Linked DNA regions of Zea mays: all the other regions are linked to region 3. The links are chromatin contacts, called in public Hi-C maps. All regions are on one chromosome and are shown on one strand. The core of a region is the stretch at or near the end of the contact, and the rest is flanking DNA. Distances in the headings are between cores, read along the strand shown.

Evidence for each region. A called contact is a pair of places that touch in the nucleus more often than the background predicts.
Region 1: a contact with region 3 is called in a Hi-C map of tassel, with 2.7 times the contacts expected there. The contact joins the enhancer-like site here to the promoter of LOC100384506 in region 3. A contact is called at or near these places in 4 of 25 Hi-C or Micro-C datasets (ear, endosperm, leaf and 1 more).
Region 2: a Hi-C map of endosperm shows a contact between it and region 3, with 7 times the contacts expected there. The contact joins the promoter of LOC107546767 here to the promoter of LOC100384506 in region 3. A contact is called at or near these places in 8 of 25 Hi-C or Micro-C datasets (bundle sheath, ear, endosperm and 3 more).

Annotation. Positions count from the first base shown.
Region 1 is chr6:47,545,501-47,548,449 of Zm-B73-REFERENCE-NAM-5.0, forward strand. No RefSeq gene overlaps it. Among protein-coding and RNA genes, the nearest start is that of LOC118472178, 5.1 kb to the left of the region's middle. Within about 2 kb of position 1,386, at least 18 of the 20 cell types and tissues checked have an H3K27ac peak or open chromatin away from gene starts, as enhancers often do. A contact at or near this core is called in ear, leaf and tassel, where this site is marked.
Region 2 is chr6:46,829,243-46,831,942 of Zm-B73-REFERENCE-NAM-5.0, forward strand. It overlaps LOC107546767 (Putative RING zinc finger domain superfamily protein), which reads right to left and starts at 1,268. Exons shown (of 1, transcript NM_001322846.1): 1 at 1-1,268. The coding sequence starts at 1,135. The coding sequence ends at 89.
Region 3 is chr6:47,109,942-47,112,830 of Zm-B73-REFERENCE-NAM-5.0, forward strand. It overlaps LOC100384506 (Pumilio homolog 3), which reads left to right and starts at 1,563. Exons shown (of 9, transcript XM_008649972.3): 1 at 1,563-2,285. The coding sequence starts at 1,887.

The DNA of each region.
Region 1 (2,949 bases), core at 136-2,635, 440 kb after region 3:
TAGCCAGGTTTAGCTCGACCCTTAGACACTTCCGAGGTGAATGGCTAGGGATCCACTACGAGGCATTTACAAAGTTCCACCGCTACGGTTTCTGAGAAGGGCAATATAGGAATCCTTCGTCCAAAAAGCCATCGCAGCATGATCGACTCGAGAACCTCCCTATACGCAGCTCCTCTACCGCCCTTGCCCCTTTTGGGTAAGGTAGTCCTCCACTAGCTTTCCTAATTAGTCAGCCAAGGGCGTCCCATTCCACCCTTGTGGTAGCACGAATATCTGAAGTTAAGCAACATGTTCCAATTAACACAATGATCTTGTCATGAACAATAATTAGAACAACAGTATAACTAGAACATGATCATAATATAATATTTATCCCAAAATCAGGTAAAGCAATAGCAAAACTGCCCAAAAGTTCAGTGGTAAACAAGATGTGGGATAAATAAGTCTAGGGAAACCTATTAGGTTACATCAGATTAACCTGAGCATGTCATAGTGATTAACAGGAACATTATTGGGTAAAAAAGTGATCAAGGGCATAACTTGCCTTAGACTCGAGATTCCTAGGTACCAACTAGTTCTTCAAGTGACTCGTAAACTCGCCTCTACTCGTAGCAATACAAATAAACAAGGTATATGCAAAATTAACATCACACCAAACATAAGAACATAGTGCATAATAATGATCTACGCGTCGTAACTCGATCCTAGGTTCGAGAACCACTAAATTCGGAGTTATGGTTAACGAGTTGTGGTTTTCTGTAGATTTAAGGTTGGATACAAAAGAAATTTAGTGCATAATTTTAACCTATGTTTCATAACAAAATAAGGTTACCAGATGATAAACAATTATAATATGAATTTATTGCAACTGGAATGGATCAAAAAAGAGTTAAATTCATAGAGTTATGAATTTCCTAAGATTGGGACTTTATTTTTTGCACTAAAAATGATTTCTGTATTTATTTTAATCAATTACTCAGCTATCTGGACTGGGGCCATTAATACCACAGAGCTCTGGGTCAAAACTGCAAATTCTAGGGCTCTATTGTAATTACTTTTGTATTGCCGTGGAGCGCGGGTTGATTCTTAAAACATTTAAGGATTCTTTTGCAAATTTACATGGCCGAAGAGGTACGCTTCGACTAGGACTGTTGGATCACAAGCCCACCGTCAGGATTAGATCGGACCCCAGACGAACCAGAACGTGCTCCCAATTGTCAGATCCGATCCCAATGGTGTGGATTAGATCTGGCTTTAACCCAAGCGGTACACGCTTGAGGTTGTTGATTCGAAGATCGACGGTCAGGATGTTATAGAAGCCTTAATTACCCACGCCCCACCGATCAAGATCGAAAGGTGGAAGGACGCGGAGTTCAGAGCGCATACCTAGTCAAATCTACATTGTTCCTGACGATCGGACGGTCACCATTCCCCCATGTCCGAACGATACGCGAGATCTTATCGTGTCCATCCATTTTCGATCTGATGGCCCCCACGCGTCTTCTCCCACACGAACTTTACCGACGGTGGAGGCGCCCTGCCCACGGTGGAGGGCCCGCCAGAGAAAGCCGAATCCGTGCACCCAGGATCAAACCCCCGATCCGATTGATTCTAAACGGTGCTACGAAAATAGCGAAGATGTCTGGGGACCTTACCTAAGGACTGGAGCATCAGAGGATCATGGCCTCGAGGACCTGCGACATGGTGGTGGCCATACATTCCGTTGAGCAATTCCATGCACCACCGGTTTCAAGTTCACCTGATGAGGTCATGGGCGTCCCCCATGAGACACGAGGAAGACCCCCTGCCAACCGCCGAGGGCACAATGCCGGTGAACCAGATCTTCACCCACCCTGCATGGTGGCCCTCCATCTCCTTCCCAGCTACTCGCCGCAACGACGTGCTCTAAGGCGGGGCTCGACAGGAGTTCGCCAAGGGGGGTGCGGTACCCAGGTATTTATCACCGGGGTAGGACAGTCCGAGCCTAAGGGTGCTTGATAGGCGGGATTTTTGGGCTGTTACCACAACAAAACAACCCCGATGTTTACTCCATGTGCGAGATTGAGAGGGGAAAGAATGTCTAGCGCCCCCATCTCGCGGTCAGCCATCCGGGCAACAGAGAGCGCACATGGCCGAGGGGAAAGGTGGACGAAGTAGTGAAAATCACCGAGCAGATCTCGGGTGAGCCTCCAGCTTGAAGACGACCCTGACAAGCTGGGCCGACATGCCAGGCTCCCAGGTGAGAGGCACCAATGGCAGAGTTGGGCCGAAATGTGGAAGAGTGGCCCATCTGGCTTCCTCTTTTTTTCTTTGTTTATTTTTTTTATTTCATGTTTCCTATTTTCAACCTTTCAAATTCATATCAAAGTTAAAGTTTGATTTTGAATATCACATTTCAAATGCAGAAAACAAAATCCCAACATGATGCAATATATACTTATTATTATTATATTTTTATATTAACTATCATATTTCAAATGATGCAAATGTGTTGCACACACATAAATAACTTTAATTTTCAAGAGATACATTGTTTGTCCAATTAAAATCTTATTCAAAACTTAATGTTTTATGACCATTTATTTTGTATGATCTTTATGGAGAGATAATTTAATTTAAATCTTATGGAGAATACTTCTGAACATATAATTCAATGACACTATTAATTTTATATGAGGATCCTTTATTTAAATTTTTTGTTCTAAACCATAATTATTTAAACCTTAGGATAAACTTAAATTACCCAAAATATGATTTGAGGTGTTACATCAAGACAACCAAACTTCCTTTTGTGCTTGAAAGGAGACAATATCCTATAAACATTTGTTATGCTATGACAATCAATAAAAGCCAGGGCCAAACACTATCACTGGTAGGTATTTATCTCAAAAAAACTGTATTCACCCATGGACAACTTTATGTTGTTGTATCTCGAGTGACTTCAAGGAA
Region 2 (2,700 bases), core at 18-2,517, 280 kb before region 3:
GAATTATGAAACAAAAGCAACAAGATTCGCTTCTTGCAGCGTGCTGTACTAGAGACAGGGAGGCAGGCAGCAGGAGTTGGTTCGTCCGTCAACTCTGCACCGTGGCGTCGGCATGCCCGTCCTCGAGCCTCCAGCTGGTGCTCCGGCTCCTGGAGCCATGGCTGAACGCGTCGTTGTTGAGCTCAGGCACGGCGTGGGAGCGCGAGGAGGACGAGGCGTGGCCGCGCCCGAAGCAGGCGAAGACGTTGCGGAGGAAGCGGCGGACGGTGCCCCTGTTCGTGGACGCGGCCTGCCTGGACCCCCACGAGACCCGCCTGGGCGCGCGGCCGCTGTTGAACCCGGCGCCGTCCATCTCCGTGTACACGACGGGGAGCTCCCGCTCCTCGGGCGTCCGCCCGCCGGCGAATCTACCGACCGCGAACCCACCGCCGGGGAGCCTCCAGATGGTGAGCCCGACCGTGGCCTCCTCCTCCTGCTCAAGGGGGATGGCGTCGGTGGGCATCTGGTGGCGGCAGACGGGGCAGGAGTTGCGGAGCGCGAGCCATGGGAGGATGCAGTCGGCGTGGTAGATGTGGGCGCAGGGCATTTCCCTGGCCTCGGCGCCCAGGTGGAAGGCCTCCTTGCAGACGGCGCAGTGCGCGTCGGCGGCGGCGACGGAGACAACGGGCATGGCCTGGACGGCGGCCTTGGACGCCGGCGGCGGGGCGTCGCGGGCGCCGGCCGCCAGCCCGCCGGCGGCCTCGATCTGCGCCAGCTGGTCCAGCAGGCGCTGGAAGCCCGAGCCCATGAGGAAGTCGGACATGGTCTCCGGGAGCGGGCGGAGGCCCGACCCCGCGCCGTCGTCGTACAGGAGCTCGAAGCTGGCGGCGGCGGGCGGGGAGCGACGGAGCACGATGACGGGGTTGAAGGGCGAGGCCGCGCGGGAGTCGGCGGCGTGGTGCGCGCGGGGGCGGCGGAGGTAGGCCGGTCGTGGCGGCGGCGCGCTCATCTCCTCGAGGAAGCCGCCGCCGCAGGAGGGGCAGGCGGGGGAGGAGAGCGGGGAGGCGGCGCGCACGAAGCGGTCGCACTGGTAGCACCAGTAGGAGGAGGAGGCCGTTGGAAGGCGTGTGGGGGAAGGGGAGGAAGGCATCGCCATCGGAAGGCGGGCTCAGATCTGGGATACTTTCAGCTCCAGGCGGCGGCGGCGGAGGCGGAGGAAGGGTTGGTGGTGGGAGGCGAGACGAAGGGGCCTTGTATTCTCCTCCCCGCCCGCTCTGATTGATTGCTCGGTGTCGGTGGTGGTGGTGGTGTTGTGGAGGAAAGCAGATGTTTTTAACCGGCGGACCGGGCCAAAGGAAGAAAAAAAAAAGGCAAGGCGATGGTAGTTGAGACGAGAAGGCGCCGCGTTGACAGGACGAGACGAGCTTCCTTCCTTGTCCTTCCCTGGAAAAGGCAGGCACACACAACAACACAACACACGCTGGTGTCATGTCACCGTGTGCCTGAGCTGCTTTGACCCTCCGCCCCACGGTCCTCTTCCTTTCCCCTCCGTCCGTTCAACGCGTCGAACTACACTGCTCTGCAATCCGTTCTATATATACTAGCACTGTACTCGCCGATCAGGAGTACTTCAAGGAAACAAACAAACATGTATTTTTTCCAATCTCGTAATTAATGGCTGCACGGAACACGCACATCTGCTACGTACTCCACTCTTAGCATGGGCCAGTAGTCCAGTACATTCTCGATCGAAAGAGACGTGGTGAAACTACGGTATGGCTAGTTGGGCTGCAAGCTCCACGAATGTTGAATTTCGCCCATATAATTGTGACTGCTGGGTCTCTTGGATCGACCATAAGCTCAAACATCTATGTCCTAGACATTTTATTGTACTCTTTCCGTTCTTTTTTATTTATCGTGATTTAGTTCAAAAATAACTAGCAAACATTTTTAAATCAGAGATATTAAAAACTGACGTGGTTTCAAGCGCTCTCCGCGCTCGGCGGGCTTCTGCCCATTGCGTACGCGACGCGTGGTTGTATACAGCCGAAACTGAAATCCTTGTCCAATGCAGTTGTGGGCGCCTAGGCACGGACCCCAAATCCCTCTCCAATCCCGTGAAATTCCTCTCCAATCCCACCGCCTCCACCGTCACTGGCCCGATAAGCCTCGCCTCCTCCCTCTACCTCTCCCTCCCTCCTCCCCGTCGCCATAGCACGCAGCTCTGACGTCCCCGACGCGTCTCTGCTGGTAGCGCGTCGTCCCCTCTGCCGGTTCCCACGCGCCTCTCATCGAATGAGCACAGCCTCCACAAACGTGTGCCACCGCTCTCCACCTCCTCTGCGGCCGCGTAGCCAGGCCGGGGCCACCACGATGCCTCCTCCCCGCTACCGCGCCCTCTCCGCTGACCGCCGCATGCACCACTGCCGAAGACCACGCCTTCGTGCCTACTCCAATCCAGCTGTAAACGCGGACGAGGGCTCTTCCTTGTGAGTTACGATTGGTGCCGTGTTCTCGATCCCTCCTCCATCTCGTGCTACTTCTTCCTCCGACGTTGCTCGCCTCCCTCAGGATCCCATCGCCCCGCTCGCCTTCTCCTCCATCAGCCCGACCAGCCTCGCCTCCACCCTTTGCCTCTCACTTCATTCTCCCGTCGTCGCATCGCGCAGCTCCGTCGGCCCCGATTTGGCTCTTTTGGCCGCCGCGACGTCCCTCTGTTGG
Region 3 (2,889 bases), core at 313-2,812:
TTATGCTAAAAACAAGTAGTTAATTATGTTTTTAGGACATTTGGAAGGAGAAGGCCACCAATATTTTTTATATATGCATTTATCATCATAGTTTAAAATGGCATATAAATATTTTTTTTGTGTTTAATTCGAGGTATATAGTATAAAAAATACGGGAAATAGAGATCACTCTAGTTCGGTGTGTTCTTTAGAGACAACCATTAGGATTTTAAGATGCGTCTAAAATTTTAGGCGTGCTTTAGGGATACCTGGTAGATAGTCTAAGCACGTGGGAACTTTTTTTCCAGGCACTAAAATTTGATTTGGACCCTTAAAACTCTAAATCCTAAACTCTCTGTTTGTACAAATACCGTTCCCGTACATCGATATCTTTTCTGTATTACTGACCCAAGTCTTATAGATCGGTCAGAAGATCTTTCTTGATTTTATTTATCGTTGATTAGTTAATTTTTAATCTAAAATGAAATGCGAAGGATAAAAAAAAGGCATGCATGAGAGGACGTGAGTGGGCGAGCAGTTGGACGACGCCTCGAGATGCATGCGCTGTTGCTAAGAAAAGTCGGTCCCCTTCATCCCCCGCTACCACTTTTTAACCCACTGTTACTGGGTTGTTACTGCTGTTAATCCATACATCAATCCATATCCATACAGAGTGTGATACTAGTGTTAACGTCAGTCACGTGGTGGTGGGCTGGTGAGCTGATGGTTGCAGTGGCCACGCACGCACTGCCTGCAGTCCCTTTCCTCCTGACTAAAAATAAACACAGGTTTCCTATAATCCTATTCTCCCCCTATAGACCCCTTTTCTTTCAAACCGAAATGAAATTTCTGTTGTGTTCTAAGCTGTCCTAGAAAAGACTACTCCCGGTGTGGTTTCACAGCTTCCACTTCGACTACTGCGATTTCGGCGGATGAGGCAGCTTCGAAGTACGTATTTTCGCTCAACTTTAATCCATATCAACTTTTAATATTTTTATATTGTTTTTATCTTTATAAATTATAGCTATAATATTTTATAGTGTATTTGGTCTGATGATTTGGCTCATTCATCATAGCTTGGCTCCGGATGGAGAGGAATTGCACTTTCTTGCGGAGTGAGCTGATTCCACGTGTTAGTCTGTTATTAGAAAGTTACGAACGACTTCGTTCCGCGATTCAAATTAAATGATAATATAGACTCGGACGTAGGTCTTGATGACTCCAAAAGCAGCCTAACCTGCAAACTAAACACGCCGTTAAACAGCTGTAGCGAACAGCGTTTAACTAGCTTCAACTTTTGGTTCGGATAACGGGAACTGACCGCTCCTAATTCAGTCACCGTAGCACGAGGAGCACTATCCTGCAGTATACTGCTACCGTTTATAAACAAGAGCAAGAAATAGCTTTGCCATCTCTCAAACTATCCCTCTGGAACAGCGATGGCTGTGCCGTGAGAACAACAAAACAAAACCCTAGAGGACCCAAAGCCCCCGGGCAGATCGGGCCCGTCCGTCCCGAAATCCAACGGCGCACCTCGCTCCGGCCGCTGTACTTAATCGAGCCGCAACCGGGCCTCTCTGACTGATTTCTTCTTCTCCAGTCTCTCTCTACTCCCCCACTCTTCCCCCACTCCCCCAGCACGCCACTGCTCACACAGACCACCCCCCACTCGGAGGCGGAGTGGAGCTCCTCCAATCCGTCCCGAATCCGGACGCCGCTCGCACCGCCCGCACCGCCCGCAGATGGACGCCCGCCCCCCGATCCGCCCGCTCTGACCAGACGAACCCGGTCCCCGCCCCCGCCGCCGCCGCTGGAGCGCGGTAATGGCGGGCTTCTAGCGCGTCGGACTTAAAGATCTAGCCTTTCTATTTTGTTTCCTCTCTGCCTCTTTTCTTTCGCTGGCACCGATGGTCACCGAGATGGCGGCGCGCGGCGGCGAGGCGGCGGCGTTCGGCGCGGAGGCCGACCGCGGCGACTTCGAGGTCTTCCGCAGCGGCTCCGCGCCGCCCACCGTCGAGGGCGCCCTGGGCGCCGCCGCGGCCGCTGCCGACCTGCTCGTGGATGACGACCTCCGCGCCGACCCGGCGTACCAGAGCTACTACTACTCCAATGCGCACCTCAACCCCCGCCTCCCGCCGCCGCTCCTGTCCAAGGAGGACTGGCGCTCCTCGCACCACCGCCTCCGCTCCGCGGCCTTCGGCGGGATCGGGGACGGCAGGAGGCAGCAGCAGCCGGCTGCCCAAGGGACGGTCGGCCTGCCCGGGATCGATCTTGCCCGCCAGAGGAGCTTCTCCACCGTCTTTCAGGTGGAAAGATCGAACTTTTTCTCCCCTTATTACTTCGCATATTTTATACTCCGTATTACGTAGTAGTAGTATACTCATCGATCTTCATTCTGTGCTAATATATGCCTTCTGACGACAAAGCCTTTGACCTTGTACTAGTTGCTCCTATTTTTGACTGATGGGTTTTTGACTGAGAAGTGATAAGTCCGAGTTCATTCCAATTATAGTAGACTATATATATATCTAGTGTCGAAGTATCTTAGATTTGCTATGTTTGACATATATTAGGTATGCAGCCGTCGTGCGCTCTCGACAGTGTGAACGCATGATTGCACTTTAGACCTGTGGTTTCTGGTGATGTCTCTGTTGCGGTTATGTGATCTATCGATTTTGTCGGACTCGGCTTCTTCATGGATTCATGGAGAAATTTATTTACATGAAGATAGGTAACGTGAAGTAACGGAAAAGACCCCGCCTTCTTTCCCTATTTGACTTTGGAGGCATACAGAGTATTTTCAGCTGACTTTCCTGATTGCGATGTTAAACCGTTACTAGTGATATTATGATGCATAACCGTTATGATGGAAACTAATCCACTTCCGGAGCAGTTCATGCTTTCTGGTCT